Linked DNA regions of Mus musculus: region 1 is linked to region 2. The links are chromatin contacts, called in public HiChIP or PLAC-seq maps. All regions are on one chromosome and are shown on one strand. Each heading gives the region's core, a stretch centred on a gene start, on an enhancer-like site or on the middle of the called end of the contact. The rest is flanking DNA. Distances are from core to core; before and after follow the strand shown. Region 1 overlaps Cdh22 (cadherin 22). Region 2 holds the start of Slc12a5 (solute carrier family 12, member 5).

Region 1 (6,967 bases), core at 625-3,124, 230 kb after region 2:
GGGTGACCCTTGGGTTATGGCTTCACAGTGGACAGCGACAACATTTAACAAGGAGGGAATCGGAGAAACAGAGGCTGGGATGGGAGGGAGCGTGTAGGTAGGCTATGCCTGACACGTCCCTGAGACGTGCCTTCAGAGACATATAACAGGCAGGTGCAAGGAACAGTCTGGAAAGAACTCCAAGGACAAGCCCAGACTGGAGATATAAATCAGAGCCATCCCTCTGCTCGCAGGTGACATTTAATGCTGAGGGGATGCTGAGGTCGCAGAGGAGAGACAGAGCAGACTCAGGGCCCTGCCACATAAGAGAGGAAGCAGAAAGGCGGTGAAGCAGGGGGTGGGGGGCAGAAGCAGAGGACTGAGGGTCATCTAAAACATGGAGTCATGGAGCTGACCAGTCATGTCTCAGCAAAGCTGCTGAGACACCGGGGGAACTGAGGCACAGCAGTGCTGTAACAGTCCAGGAGAAGCATGTCATCTGTCTTCCCTGTGGTCTGTGCATCCAGAGAGGCAAGGGTGTCGCGTTCTGTCATGCCGTGCCCCCCCTGCTCAGCTCCTGCATTGTTCTCTTGACATGTCTGGCTTTCTCCAGCTATGTGTTGACTGTTGTCTTTTAGTTTTTATCTTAGGAGAGAACTTGAAGCCCCGGAAGAGTGGAATTTCTCTTCTTTAAAAAGCACTTGCACTTGGCTGTGCATTCGATTTTAAAATTTGAAGCCCTGGGTTCCCTGGATGGCTGAGTGGCCCTGTGAGTCCCATCTGGTCCCTTCTGTTTCATCTGTACCTCAGGGGCCCTTGAGAATCCCAGTGGGTCTGGGGAGGGTCTGCATTTTGACTCCTTCCTCTTTCAGACAACGAACTTGGACTTCCATTCCCCTTACACTGTGAGATCATTAAAAACCGAATTCACTTTTTCTGGGATCAGCCAATGTCCTGAGGGCAAACGCTGCCTCTCTGCTCTCTAACGGCCCCCGGCTTTCTGTTTTCCCTCCAGTTTTGACCTAATAATTCCTGGTAATTCCTTACAAAGGGCTTGCTTGTCAGCTCTTTGATGCTTTAATAAGATGATTTTTGTATTTTATCCAACACTCTTAGCTCCTTAAAGCTGAAGGGTTTGTCCCCAAACCTCAGTGCCTTGTTTCTAAACACAGAGATGGCTAATCTCTAAGGCTTGGGCACAACATGTGGCATATTTTAATGACTTCATAAATAGTTGTTGTGCTAGAGCAGTAGCTCAGATAGTAGAGTGCTTGCCTAGCAGGTCAGAGCCCTGGGTTTGATCCTTAGCACTGTATAAAATAGACATGAGGTGCATACCTGTGGTCCCAGCAACACCCTGGAGGTAGAGGCAGGGGATCAAGAGATCAAGGGCATCTTCAGCCACTTGCTGAGTTCAAGGCCAGCCTGGGGTATATGAGACCCTGTCTCAAAAACAAAATCGAAGGACCTTTACAGGTTCACAAGTTTGAACATTTGGTCCCCAGCTGGTAGGACTTTAGAACAGCTCTGTTGCCTCAAGGGAGGTGTAACCTGGAGGAAATTGGCCTCTGCGGGAGTGGAGAAGGGGTAGACCTCGAGGGTTATAGCTCAGCCTGAACTAAATGAGACCCTAAAATAAACAAAATAACTATTTGTTGATTGAAAGAAGGACCTGAAGCCAGATCTGCAACGTCCCGGCTCTTTAAAGGCATTTGCATCTCGCTCAGATGAGGTTCCAAAAGAAATGGTGAGCACTGAGAGGCAGGGCTGTGAGCTGTGAGCTGTGAGTGAGGGAAGGGCCGCCGCCAGGCAGTGGTACCAGGAAGGACTGGTAAGCACACAGATGGATCGGCAGCTCAGCAGATGAGCCATTCACCAGGCTGAAAGGGAGTCTCACAGGAAGTGGACCACGTCAGCCAGAGCCTGCACGGAGGCTAGTTATGTGGGAGGGATGTAGAAGCTATGAGTGAGCAGAAAAGCAGGGACCATCCAGGAAAAGGCTCCTGGGGGGCTCCGTGAATGCAGAAGCCCAGCCCAGGCAGGACAGCTCCCAGCGCCGCCGGCAGGAGGGAGGAGGAAGCAGCCTGTTGGAATGCAGGCACGGTAATTGCTACAGAGGAGCGTTCCCTTCCGTTTGAAAAGCTTTCTGCTCTGCGTTTTCTTTGGTCCCAGTTTCAAAGGAATTTTAATTGCAAAGAAAATTTTGTCATCTCCCTGGGGGGAGAGGGCTCCACAGCTTCGAAAAGTCCGTGCCTGATGCGGGTGCTTCTCCAAACTAGCGGTTTTCACGGTTTTCACGCTTTGGCTGCGAGGAAACTGGCTGGGGATTGGTCCTAGTGGAGGGAGGGGATGAGGCGGGCCTCCCTGCTCCTTTCCAAGGCTGGAAAACCGAGTTTGCATCCTGGGGTGACCTGGACCAGGGCCTCCACGAGGCCTTTAGTGCCAGTCTAAGCATGGGCCTGAGGTACCTGTGCCAGGCTCACTTTGTCCTCAGTTTGGCATGTTTGTTTAAATACGCTAAGAAGCCTAAGGAGGATGGCCCCTCCTCCATCCACTCATTGTAGAGCAAGCTCCGCAGGGTGGCCCATTCGAAAGCAGTCTGATACAGTTCAACATGAAGTTAGCGCACCATCCAGTCATCCCACTCCAGAGAATCTATGGCAGAGACAAAGGGACAAAGGTCCACACAGAGACAGGGCAGCACAGTTCAGCCAAAGAGCAGAAGCACACCCACGCCTCTGTAGTGATGTCAAATGAGAGTGTGTATGTGTGTAGTGTGTGTGTTATGTGTGTGTGTTATGTGTGTGTGTGTATGTGTGTGTATATGTGTGTTGTGTGTGTATGTGTTTGTATGTGTGTGTATGTGTGTGTATATGTTATATGTGTGCATATGTGTGTGTGTATGTATGTGTGTTATGTGTGTATGTGTGTGTATGTGTTGTGTGTGTGTTTGTATGTGTGTGTATATATGTTATGTGTGTGTATGTGTGTGTATGTGTCTGTGTGTGTGTTATATGTGTGTATGTGTGTATATGTGTGTGTGTATGTGTGTGTATGTGTCTATGTGTGTATGTGTGTGTATGTGTATATGTCTTATGTGTGTGTATGTATGTGTGTGTGTATGTGTGTGTATGTGTTGTGTGTGTATGTGTTTGTATGTGTGTGTATATGTGTGTTGTGTGTGTATGTGTGTGTATATGTGTTATGTGTGTATGTGTGTGTGTATGTGTGTATATGTGTTATGTGTGTGTATGTGTTTGTGTTATGTGTGTGTGGCATGTGTGTGTATGTGTGTGTTATGTGTGTATATGTGTATGTGTTATGTGTATACATGTGTGTATGTGTAATGTGGTCTGTACCCACGAAGGGGCTCTCTGAGAGCCAACATCTCTGATGCTCGGCTCCCTGAAGAACGAAAAGCTGTGCTAATCGTAAGCCTCCCTCTCTGAATGTCCAGATCGGCATCTCCACAGAGACAGGAGGCAGATTGGTGTGCTCGGGACTGGTAATGGGGGTGGGCTGATGTGACAGGCAGGAAGGGGTACAAGAGACATCCTGATGGATGGTGGTGTAGGTGCCGCAGAGTAATTTACTGGACATCATTACGTGTGCACTTACAAAGGATGAATTTTATAGTATGTAAATTATACTCAGTAAAGCTGTCAGGGGAAAATGGCCCTGCCTTTCTCAGGACTAAAGACAGAATGTCTACAAGGCCCTACATGATCTGCCCTTTGACCTTTGTGATCACAGCCCCACCCCTTCTCTCCTCTCCTGCCAGCTTGCCAACCTTGTTCCCATCTGAGAACCTTGGCCTTGTCCATCCTTCTGGTTCAACACTCTCCCTCAGTATCTGAAGTATTCCAACGCACCCCACCCCTGGACACCCTGTCCAAATAGTGCCTCTTAGGGAAGAATTCCAGACACTCTAAGGACAGCAGCCCCTCTCTCTGTCTCCAAGTCTCTATCAATACTCTTGCTCTTTTCTGTATTTCATTCAGCCCTGATCACCTTGTGACCTGTCCTATATTCTCATATTTACTGTGATTTTTCAATGTGCGTGTGTATGTGTGCACGCTTGCGTGTGCCCACGTGTGTGCCTCGTGTATACAATCAGGTATCCAAGGAACCTAGAAGAGGACCTCAGATCCCTTAAAGCTGGATTGTAGGTGATTGTGAGCCCCCTGATGGGGTGCTGGGAACTGAACTCTGGTCCTCTGTAAGAGCTGCAAGCTCTCTTAACTGCTGAGCCTCCTCTGCAACCCCTTGCTGTGCTTTTTGTGTGCCTTGCTCCTCCTCCATGGCACATTACAGTCACTGGGATAAGAATGCTTGCTGGCTTCTTTCACTCACATGCCCTTAGGACACAGAAGAGTCTCTGCCACAGAGAAGTGGCCAACATGTATTTGTTGAGTATCTGAATTCATAAGAGGCTCCACAAATACCTGAGTTCTGTTCGTGCCAGAAGCTGACCACATGGGCTCTGGATGGACGAATGTCTTATCCCTAGAGGAATTGTCTTTTAGGAGATTGACCATGGCAACAAAAGGGGGGGGGGGTTGGGACCACCAGATGCCATCACTTAAAAATCAGGGTGGGGGGTTCAGGCTGAGTGAATAACATGTGCAAGGCAGAGGCAAAAGAGAAAGAATCAGCTGGTTTAGGGGATTGTGAAATATCTGTTTTAATTGAAACAAACAGGGTATGGGGTCTAGGGGAGATGTCACTGGTGGAGTCGCTGGTGCCAGTCTATACAGGGTCCCAGCACATTGCAAACTATCACATCAATTCAGCAAAGCACCCATGGAAAGGTGTTGGCTGCACGCAAGTGAGTGGCTCCAATTGAATGCCTGCAGTCCCACCCCACTCCCTGCGAGAGAGAACGCGCTGTCCCCAGATCTTTTCTTCCCCCCACTTTCTCCCGCACACTGATGATCCCGGGAGGGCCTCAACAGGGGAGTGATGGTGATTAGATTTTCCTTTTAAAGGATCACTCCAGCTGTCAAGAAGAGCCCAGAGAAGGGTCCGGAGTTGATCCAGGAAGACCGGGTGGGAGGCTGTTAAGCCAGCCAGGCTGGGAGAACTGACAGTCACTGTGATGGATCTGATGTGGGAGACTGGAGTAAGGAGGGATTCTGGGTAATGGCACAGCCACCGCCAGCACAGTGAGCAGGGCCCACGTGCTCAGAAGGGCTGCACTGAGCGCTGGGCAGGGCTGTCTCCTTCAAGCCACACACCCGGAATACCCTTGCTGGAAGGGCCATTTCCCCCTCGACTTTATTTTTATTTTTAAAAAAAAGCTTTACCTTATGTGTGCAAGGGTAAATGCACACTTGTGCAGGAGCCCAAAGAGGTCAGAGGCATTGGATCCCCTGGAGCTGGGGTTACAGAGCTTGTGAGCTGGAGCCCAAACTCTATTCCTCTGCAAGAGCAATACCCTGTTCTTCACTGCTGAGCCATCTCCCCAGCCTCTGTCCCCTCCACTTTACAGACAAAAGAAGTGGAGTCCCAAGCTTGAGTGGTGTCACCAGGACTCAATCTGATGATCCAGGGTCAGAAAGGGTCTCTGTCAGGATCGTATATAGGGCTGGGGAGCCAGTGTTCAGTCGGGAAGGTGCAGATGGCTCCCCAGACAATCAGAGAGAGACAGGCCACGTGGGCAGAGAGACCAAAAGGAATCATGGCCAGGAGCAAGAGATTTGGGCCAGGACCCCTACAGACGCTGCCCAACAGCAGCAGAAATGGCTTGGGACCAGTATGGGGGGGGGGGTAGAGGAGTCCAGCTCCAGGCCCAGGTTGAAGGGTGGTCAATGCCAAAACAGGTTGTTAGATTCCTGCAGGGCAGTGGTTCTCAACCTTCCTAATGCCGTGACCCTTCAATACAATCGCTCATGTTGTGGTGACCCCCTACCCATAAAGTTATTTTCATGGCTACTTCATCACTGCAAGGTTGCTATTGTTGTATATTGTACTGTTCATGTCTGTGTTTTTCAGTGGTCTTAGGTGAACCTCCTCAGGGGTTCAAGACCCACAAGTTGAGAGCCACCGATGTAGTGGAAGCAGAAAGTCCAGGCAAGATTGTTGGCAAGGAAATGAAGGGCGGTTAAGAGGGGCCACCCCTGGCCTGGTCTCGGGGCTACCCATCCTCTCTGTCCCTTCTCTCTGTACAGAAAGTGCCGGGATGCTGTGTGTGGTGCACAGAACACACCTACGCACATGAAGTGAAGGAAACGTATCAGGGCGAGACTCACAGGCTGGTGGGACTTAGAGTCGTTTTTATTTGTTTTCCTCTCTATACTTCTTTGTGTATTTTTTTAGACTAATATGTCTTAAACAGATTACAGGCAGGCAGAGGGCAAGCTGGAGAACAGTACAGAGGAGTGGGTGGGATGGGTGGGAGGGGAACAGTCTGGGGGGAGGGTGAAGAGGAGAGGAGCACAGTAAAGGGAGAAAAGGGAAGTTCTGGTGGAGGAAGAAAAGATCAAGACCAGGACAGACGGATGGACAGACGGAGGCAGGTGACCTTGGAAGGGTTGTGATGAAGATGGGGGAGGGGGCAGCAGATGGCTGTGGGCTGACTGAGCATTGAGTGGGAGAGAGAAACAAACAAGACAACTTGGTAATCCAAGCTTTGTGGGAAGGAGAGAAAGAGAGAAATTGTAGCTGGGGAGGACTTGACAGCCCAGAGGGAGGAGGGAGAAGAGTGCTCAGTATGCAGAGACCCAGGTGGAAGGCACTGGCCAAGGGCACAGGTGGCAGACAGAAGGGAGAATTGGAGGGCCCAGGATGTTGGAAACAGTGGGGGGGGGGGACCATCTTCCAGATCTTCTCTTGGGAGTGTCCTTTGTGGGTCAGTGACCAACTTTACTTCTTGGGGTGACCTCTGACCCCAGCCCATGTTTCTAGGTCCTTCTCTCAATGTCTTGGGCCACAGATAGGGCCCCAGGTAGCTGCCTGATGGTGCAGTCCGTTCACAGACTGACCTTCT
Region 2 (7,544 bases), core at 2,892-5,391:
CCTTTATGGAGGAGGGATGAAGCAAGACCGTAAGATGGGCTCCACATGCTCTGGGCCAAGCTCTATGGTATCATCTCAGACACACTGCTTTCTCTCCCTGGGCCTCAGTTTACCTGTCTGTAGCATAGAGTAGAAAGAGTCCTTCCTCCAATAATAGTAGTGATGGTGAGTTTGTGGTGGTAGTCCCACCTGTAATCCCAGGTGCCTAAGGCAGTCCAGCCCTTGGTAATAAAGACCCTGGTTCCAAGTCCAACCAAACCAAACCCTCCAAGCAGACAACAGAAAAATCAAGGGAGAGGTTTGGGTGATCTTTAAGGGTGGGGCTCCCTAGGACTCAGATCTCATGTTTCAGTCTCTCTATCTGTAAATTGGGAAGAATGATGGTGTGTGTGTGTGTGTGTGTGTGTGTGTGTGTGTGTGTGTGTGTGTGTGTGTGAGAGAGAGAGAGAGAGAGAGGTGCTGGATACCTCTGCCCAATTGGTTTCTTCAGTTTCAATCAAGACTCAGAACCTCACTGCCCACCTCAGCCCAAGGTGAGCCCTAGGAATCTCCATGACAACAAACTGGTTATGAACAGGGCTGCAGTTGCCATGGCGACAGGTCTCTCTCTCTCTCTCTCTCTCTCTCTCTCTCTCTCTCTCTCTCTCTCTCTCTCCTCTCTCTCTCCCTTCCCCCTCCCTCTATTTCACATCCCCCTCTCTCCCCTCCTCTCTTCTCAATGAACCAGAGCTATCTGCAGGCCCCAGCTTTCCCAGACGGGGTGAGGGGAGGGCTCAGTTACTCGAGAAGGGGTCCAGATTGGGAAATTGGGAAGATAGGCTGAGTCTGCAGGGGAATAGGGGGCTGTTGGGGTGCTGTTGCCATGGTGACGGGGCTGCAGCCTGTTAATTAAGCCCCCGGTTGCCACGGAGACGGTGGTGGTTGACGTGCTCTGCGGCAAGCCCTGTGTGTGTGGGGTGTGCTATGCACTGGACTCAACTCACTGCTGGGATCTGGGTCTGGAGGAGAGAGCATGGAGGAAGGGTGGAGAGAGGTCTTGGGTGGAGCCTTAGCTCTGTGACAGGAGGTGGGTAGGTCATGGGGTAATAAGAATGGGGAGTGAGGGAGCTGAATTGGAATACTCTGCCTGTGGAAACAAGATGCAGATGGGTCTTCAGCTTAGTGGCAAGGGCCTGCCTAGGGGTTAGGTACTGGATTCTAGTCTCCATTTGTAACTCAGCCTCCCATTCCATTCCATTTCTAGACTCCAATTTCACCATAAGTGGTAAATGGAAAAAAATAATTTATGAAGTCCTTTCTAGCACCCCAGTCCTCCTGCAGGGAGGCAGCTTCACTGAGCTTCTGAGAGACACAAGGTGGGAGGGCGTATGAATTTTAGAGACTCTGAATTCAAAAATAGGACCCTGCTTGGCTGTCCCTTAAGCTGTTCTATCCAGTTTTCCTCTGCTGCTCCATCTTCCTAGGGCTTTGGGTCCCTCCTCACCCCCTGCATAGGGAGGGGGGCTGAGTGGTGGTCTTGTTCCTGGGCCTCAGAGTGGAAAGCCACTTCTTATTGGCCAAGGCTGGCTGAGTAGGAGGTGCTTACAATGAGTTTTCTCTTTTCTGAAGACCTCATTAGGAAGGTGAGGGAGGTGACCCAGCCTCCTTGAGTGGCATCAGTTGAAGGGCTTAGGGTCTTCCTTTGGGACTCTACCCTTGCTTGGTCTGTACGTCCCAGAAAGACCTACTCACTTTGCAGTGTTCTGTCTGGCTTGGCACTCATGTGTAGACCATGCTAGCTTCAAACTTGTCTTGAGAGCCCTGCTTGCAACTCCTAATAGGTGTGCACCCCTACCCTCAGCTAGGTACCCCCAAATACTTTTGTGGTATTGGGGATTGAACATGGAGCCTTGTGCATATTAGACAAGCTCTCACCCACAGAGCTATGGTCTTAATCTAAGACTCATAGAAGACAGGAAGGAATCTCTCCTTTATTTTATGGATGCAGATGCTGAAGACCAGAGAGAGGGACTAGATTTTGACCAGGAATAAGCAGAATTCTGCAGCAGAGGAGAGGATAGAACCCGTATTTCCCACATCTTGAGTGGCCTTCCAGGTCAGAGCTCTAGTGAGGATTGGCAGTGAGGCAGTCACTCTGGCCTTCATCTGTTTCTCACGTCCCCACGGATAGGTTTACTCCCAGGGTGATCAGAGAAGCAATGGCACCAGGACCAGAGATGAAGAAGCATGCCCTAATGGTCCTCGCCTCCACAAATCTGCTCAGACAAACGTACCTCACATTTTGCCCTTTAACACTTCTCTACAGAATAATACAGATTGGTGTGTGTGTGAGAGAGAGAGACACGTATAACTGACTGACTCTGGGACAGCCAAGGGTATCAAGTACTTACACCTTCTTAAATTGTTTTTGTTATTGTGTATGTGTGCAAATGACTTGCAAGAGTCAGTTCTCATCTTTAATGGTATGGGTCCTAAGGTCTGAACTTGGCTTGTCAGGTTTGGTTGTGTCTTATTACTGAGCTAACACTATCTGCCAAATGCTCACATCTTGTCTGAATGTTAATTCTCCATCGTAACAGATTATCTGGGTGTCCTCAAAACCAAACGGCGTAGGCACCTTGTTGGCAAATCCCTTAGAAGCACCTTTGAGTCCATCGAAGAAGACCCCACTGTTGGCTTAGTCTGAAACCACTGACAGATTCCATAGAGCCAGCTTGTCTGCCGACTCTGTCCAAGGTCCTGAAAATGCCTGCCTATTAAGAGTATCTCGCAGACACGGGAGGCTTACTGCTCCAGCCAAGGGGTCGCCTCTAGTCCTGCATTTTTCTAACCTGGGCACAGAAGGGGAAAAGCCCATCCCAGACTCAAACTCTGCTGATTTTTTTCCCCTGGAGCAGAGAATCAGAGGCAGCTGGTAGTGTAGATATGATTGTATTCTTGTCTCTTTCATTGGAGGCAAGATCAATTTAAAAAGAGGTTCTATTGAGAAGAGACCTAAGTTGGAGTAAATAGAAATGGGTTCTAGACTGAATTCTGCTACTCATTGGCTTTGTGTGCCTAGGCAGTCATTTTCTCTCTTGGGTGCTTAGTTTTTTTGTTTTTGTTTTTTTCATTTACGAAATGAAAGCTATACGTTAGATAAGATGAACAGTTCTGTCCTACAATTCTCCAGGGATTTTTGAGGACTCAAGCTGGGAACCAGGGTGACTGTATAGCTATTTCCTCTTTCCATTGCTAGTATGTTTAGATCTAGATGCAAAGGGTCTAAACCTCAAATGTCACTTTCTGAAGCATCTCCACCATTGGCCCAAGTCTGGCTTCGGGGTCCCAGGGTAATCAAGCTCCTGGGGGGGGTGCTGGTTTCAGAAGAGGAGGACAGGAGAGCATGTCCGGCCTGGAAGCCTCAGAAAGCAATCCTGGATTAGAGGATTAGACATTCCCGCCCCAGGAGAAAATCTGGTCCCCAACCGGCAGGTGGCCTCATTCTCCCCTTCCCCCACTCAGTTCCTGGCCAGCTTGGGGCCAGCATACCCTCCCTAGAGGCTGCACCATCTCGGGTGGGAAGGAAGTGCTACAGGACCCCAGTGCTCCCTGTTCCTCGCTGCATTTCATCCATAGATCATTCCACAGGAGAAATCCCCTTGTCTGTGGTGTGGACTCCAGGGTCTTGTCTTGGGGTTAGGATTCTGAGACTCCAACCAGCCCGAGCACCATGAGAGAGTTCTCTACAACTCCTCTAGTGGCAGCCACCGATTTAAAAACAGAATGGGCCAAACAGACCCATTGACCTGAGTCCCCTCGGGGCAGCACAGTGCCCCATTGATGGGGGCCTAGGCCCCATCTTTCTCCTAGGCTTCAGGCGCTAGGACACCGATCTGGGAAAAGGTCTGGTTCTCTTTCCTCCAGGCCTTACCTCACCAGTTTGGTAGACAGCTCCCTGGGGCCCTTACATTCCACAGCGCCCGCCCCTGCCACCTCAGTCCCCCACATCTTTCTCTCAGGGGTCACCGCAGACCCTCAGTCAGGCAGCCGCTGCGGGGCCGCCTCCCCACGGCCGCGACCTAGTTCCCTGCCGTTATTTTTAGGGCGCGGGATGGCACCTGCCCACGTGCCGGGCCCCGCCTGCGCCAGAGTGGGGGGGGGGGCTGCGTCTGCTCTAGGGAAGCGAGGGCCGCGTCCCCCGCAGCATCCCCTCCATACCACCCGCGCAAGCCCCCAGTTTTCCCGTGAGGGGGCCACCGGAGCTCTCTGCCCGCCTCTCTGCCCTTCCCTCCCTCCCTCCGGTCCCCCCCTCCAAAGAAAACCCGCCAGTGGCTCACGCCTCCTGCATACGGGATGAGGTGAGCAGCGCCGCTACTGAGAGGGGGCGCGCGCGGGTGTGAGCGTGTGTCCGTGTGCGAGTGTGTGTGCGCCGGGCGGGCGGGCACTGCAGCTTCTTCCTCCGTGGAGCGGAGAGCAAGCGAGAGAGCTCGAGCAAGCGAGCGAGCGGAGAAGGCGGGCAGAGGGGCGCGGGCGAAGCGGCGCAGCCATCCCGAGCCCGGCGCCGCGCAGCCACCATGCTCAACAACCTGACGGACTGCGAGGACGGCGATGGGGGAGCCAACCCCGGTAAGCAGTGGTCCGGGGGCGGCGGGGGAGGGGGCAGCGAGGAGGAGGAGGAGAAGGAGGAGAAGGAGAAGGAGGAGGGCAGCTTCGGAGTGGGGGGCAGAGCCGGGGCCGCCTCCTGCAGAGAACAGCCTGGGGCTGACCGGGGCGGCGGATGCCGGAGGCTGCAGGGAGGCTAGCTCCATTGGAATGCGCTAGGCGCTGTCCACGGTTCTGGAATGCGCCGCGCTCCGAGGCAGATTCGGAACTGGGGGTTGGAATGATCCACGGCCTGGGGGCAGACTTGGATTAGCTAAACCGGAGAGGCCGTGGGAAGGGGATGAAATAGCTAGAACAGGGCTGACGTGCTGTTCGACGTGCAGGAGGGAGGCTCCTTTCCCGGAGAGGGGACCGGGGCGTCCTGGCGCAGAGCAGGGACCAGCAGCTTCTAGGGGCGCAGTCTGCTGCAGTTCCTCGCTTTGAGTTTCCAGCTAAAAGGTGGGGGGGGGGGGTTGTGATGGCTCTGGGGTTTGGAGGCATATGATAGCTCTCGTCTGGGCTGCAGTGTCTCCTTAAGGGGACACTTGGTGCAACCAGAACCCCCTCCCCCAAGGCTTCCTGAAGTCCTTATCTCAACCTGAAGCTACCACTTCTGTGGGTTTTTCTGGTCTACTTTGCCGATTTCCTCTTCCTCTCGGTTCTCCGTGGGTTCCTATTCAGGACAGGAAGCAAGATCCTATTCTTCGCTCTTTTCCCCCCTTCTCTTGGTACCCTAGGGCGACAGTGTGGTTTTCAGGGCGGGGCAGGGGGGGAAGTCTTTATAGTTAGCTCTCTTAGCTATCCTGGTGAAGCCTCAGAAACGGGGTCTTAGTGGCTGACTCCCCACCGCTGTGGCGACACTGCGGACTCGCTGCGGTGGGTGCAAAGACTTGCCAGGAGCTAAGGGGCTCTGGAGCAAATCCGTGTGCTGTTCCGTTTCTCCGTCACCCTTTACTGCCGTTTCTCTGCTCCGAGGTCTTGGGGCCAGCCACCCCCTCGGGCTCCCAGGCCCCTCGCTGCCCCCCAGCGGTCTCAGCCATCCATCACGGCTGTCAGCCGCCCCCAGCCCCCACCCTTAAGCGGCGCTGCGTCCCCTGCGCACTAGCGCATCTCCAGTGCCTGCTGTCTGCGCTCAGCGCCTTCAAACGCTCCCCCAGGCTTTGCTTGACCCTCTGGGCCGAGATTCCCCTGGAGATGGTCCAAGACCCCAAGAGCTAAAAGCATGAGCTCACAGACATTAGCAGGTTCGACTCTGAGGTCTTTGATTTTGGATCACAGTCAGGCCCAACTAGAGGCGTGGGAAGGCTGGGGGCACCAGAGTCCCTGATCCTTTGTCCGAGATATCCCCTTCCCATTCTCCCATGGGGCTGAGTCCTATACTGAGGACAGAACTGCTGCTGGCCAGCTCATCCATCTCTCCAGTGACCCTGGGGTCACCTCATCAGACAGAGCTCCCTTGGCTGCAGGGGGAGGGGAGTTGTAAAGTCCAGTTGCTGCAGCTCCAGGCATCTTGAAGCAGTGCTCCTGAAGCTAAGGGAAGGGATGCCACTTCTTCCCGGGATCCCCCTTTGATACCTCCACTATGAGACATCCCTGCTCCCCAGAATGGGTTCAGTGGATTCCTTAGCATCTGCATTCTCCACCGACCTTCACCTTCACTGTACCTCCGTGCTTCTTTGGGGTCCCCAAAGGCCTAGTAAAGACGCACATGTGTACTGGAAGTGGGGTTCTGACTAGTAGTTCTTTCCAGTTATTAGGCCTCTCTGTTAATTTCTAGACGCCGAGTGTAGCAGGCCCATCTGGAGACTCTCTTTCTATATATAGAGTCCAGCGCTTGGAATTAGAGTGTCCAGAACCTGGGTCAAGCATTCTGCGTCCCAGAGGGGGGAAGGTCTATCCTGGACGCTTGATGAAGGTGGTAGGAGGCCCTGAATACTTCCTGGGTCTGATCAAAGAAGGACCAAGAGCCCCTGACTCTGAGCCTAGATTCTTGGAACTGTATGGAGGGATCCGGGTATTGACCTCGAGGGAGAGTATGAGGACTCCTCTGGGTCAAAGAAGACTCCGAGGATGTTATCCCTGGCACCTAGAGCTTCTTTCCCTTTGAGGTCTGATGCCCCCTTTCTCTCCCCAAGTTGTCGTGGGGATTCCCTCCAGGTTCAGCCCCAGGCCCCGGGGGAGGCTCCTTAGCCTGCGTCTGTTTCCTCCGGGCGAGCTCTGGCCTCCGCAGCTTAATTGAAAGCCGATTCAGGCTGAGAGCTCCCAAGGGGCGGGGACGGGGGCGGGGGCGGGGGCGGGGAAGGCTCAGCCTGGGTCTGGCCAGTCTCTTTCGCGCCTCTAGGCTCTCCCCCATCACCCAGACTCCAGGCTCTAGGGAATTAGGACTAGTTTCCCCTTCGTTGCCCTGTTCCTTTGAGAATGCAGACGCTTGCTCCCCATCCCCCTTAACAAGTGAGTCTAGCGTTCCAGGCAGGGGACAAAATCAGCCCTTGGTTGATGGGGCCGGGAGCCTGGCTTCTGGCCCAGGCAGCGGATGGAAAGGCGGAACCCAGGACGAGCCTACCAAGCTGCCCCCTCCTCTGCGCTCCTCTGCTGGCCGGGATCGGGCCTGTAGTCTGGCTAAGCGTTGCGCGCCGCGTTACATAAGTGGTTGCGGGCGCGTGGCCGGCTCGGCTCCGCGCTGCGCGGTCGGTCCTCGCTGTCGCCATGGAGACCGGCGCCAGGCCTCCTAGTTACGGGGTCTCCGGCCAGGATGTCCCCCTTCCAGCCCGTTGAGCGCCACTTGGTGAGGCAAAGAAAGCAGGCTTGAGAGGGAACGCAAAAGACAGAGGGGAGGGGCGTTCCTGATGGTGGACCCAGACCCAAGAAAGGATGGTTTTAAGAAAGGCACCCAGCCATACAGACAGAGAAGCCCTGAAGTC

What was found. HiChIP or PLAC-seq counts read pairs in DNA pulled down with a chosen protein or histone mark.
Region 1: an H3K27ac HiChIP or PLAC-seq map of neural progenitor cells shows a contact between it and region 2, with 2.8 times the contacts expected there. The contact joins the enhancer-like site here to the promoter of Slc12a5 in region 2. A contact is called at or near these places in 3 of 39 promoter capture datasets (the 3T3-L1 cell line, the C10 cell line and hippocampal neurons), 2 of 484 Hi-C or Micro-C datasets (cerebral cortex and embryonic stem cells), 7 of 115 datasets of contacts at active chromatin or transcription factors (embryonic limb bud, embryonic stem cells and neural progenitor cells) and 1 of 9 other capture datasets (adipose tissue).

Annotation. Positions count from the first base shown.
Region 1 is chr2:165,200,012-165,206,978 of GRCm38.p6, forward strand. The region is part of intron 1 of Cdh22 (cadherin 22); the gene reads right to left. Among named protein-coding and RNA genes, the nearest start is that of Gm36803, 5.9 kb to the right of the region's middle. Within about 2 kb of position 1,875, at least 78 of the 459 cell types and tissues checked have an H3K27ac peak or open chromatin away from gene starts, as enhancers often do. A contact at or near this core is called in cerebral cortex, hippocampal neurons and neural progenitor cells, where this site is marked.
Region 2 is chr2:164,963,847-164,971,390 of GRCm38.p6, forward strand. It overlaps Slc12a5 (solute carrier family 12, member 5), which reads left to right and starts at 4,142. Exons shown (of 26, transcript NM_020333.2): 1 at 4,142-4,608. The coding sequence starts at 4,557.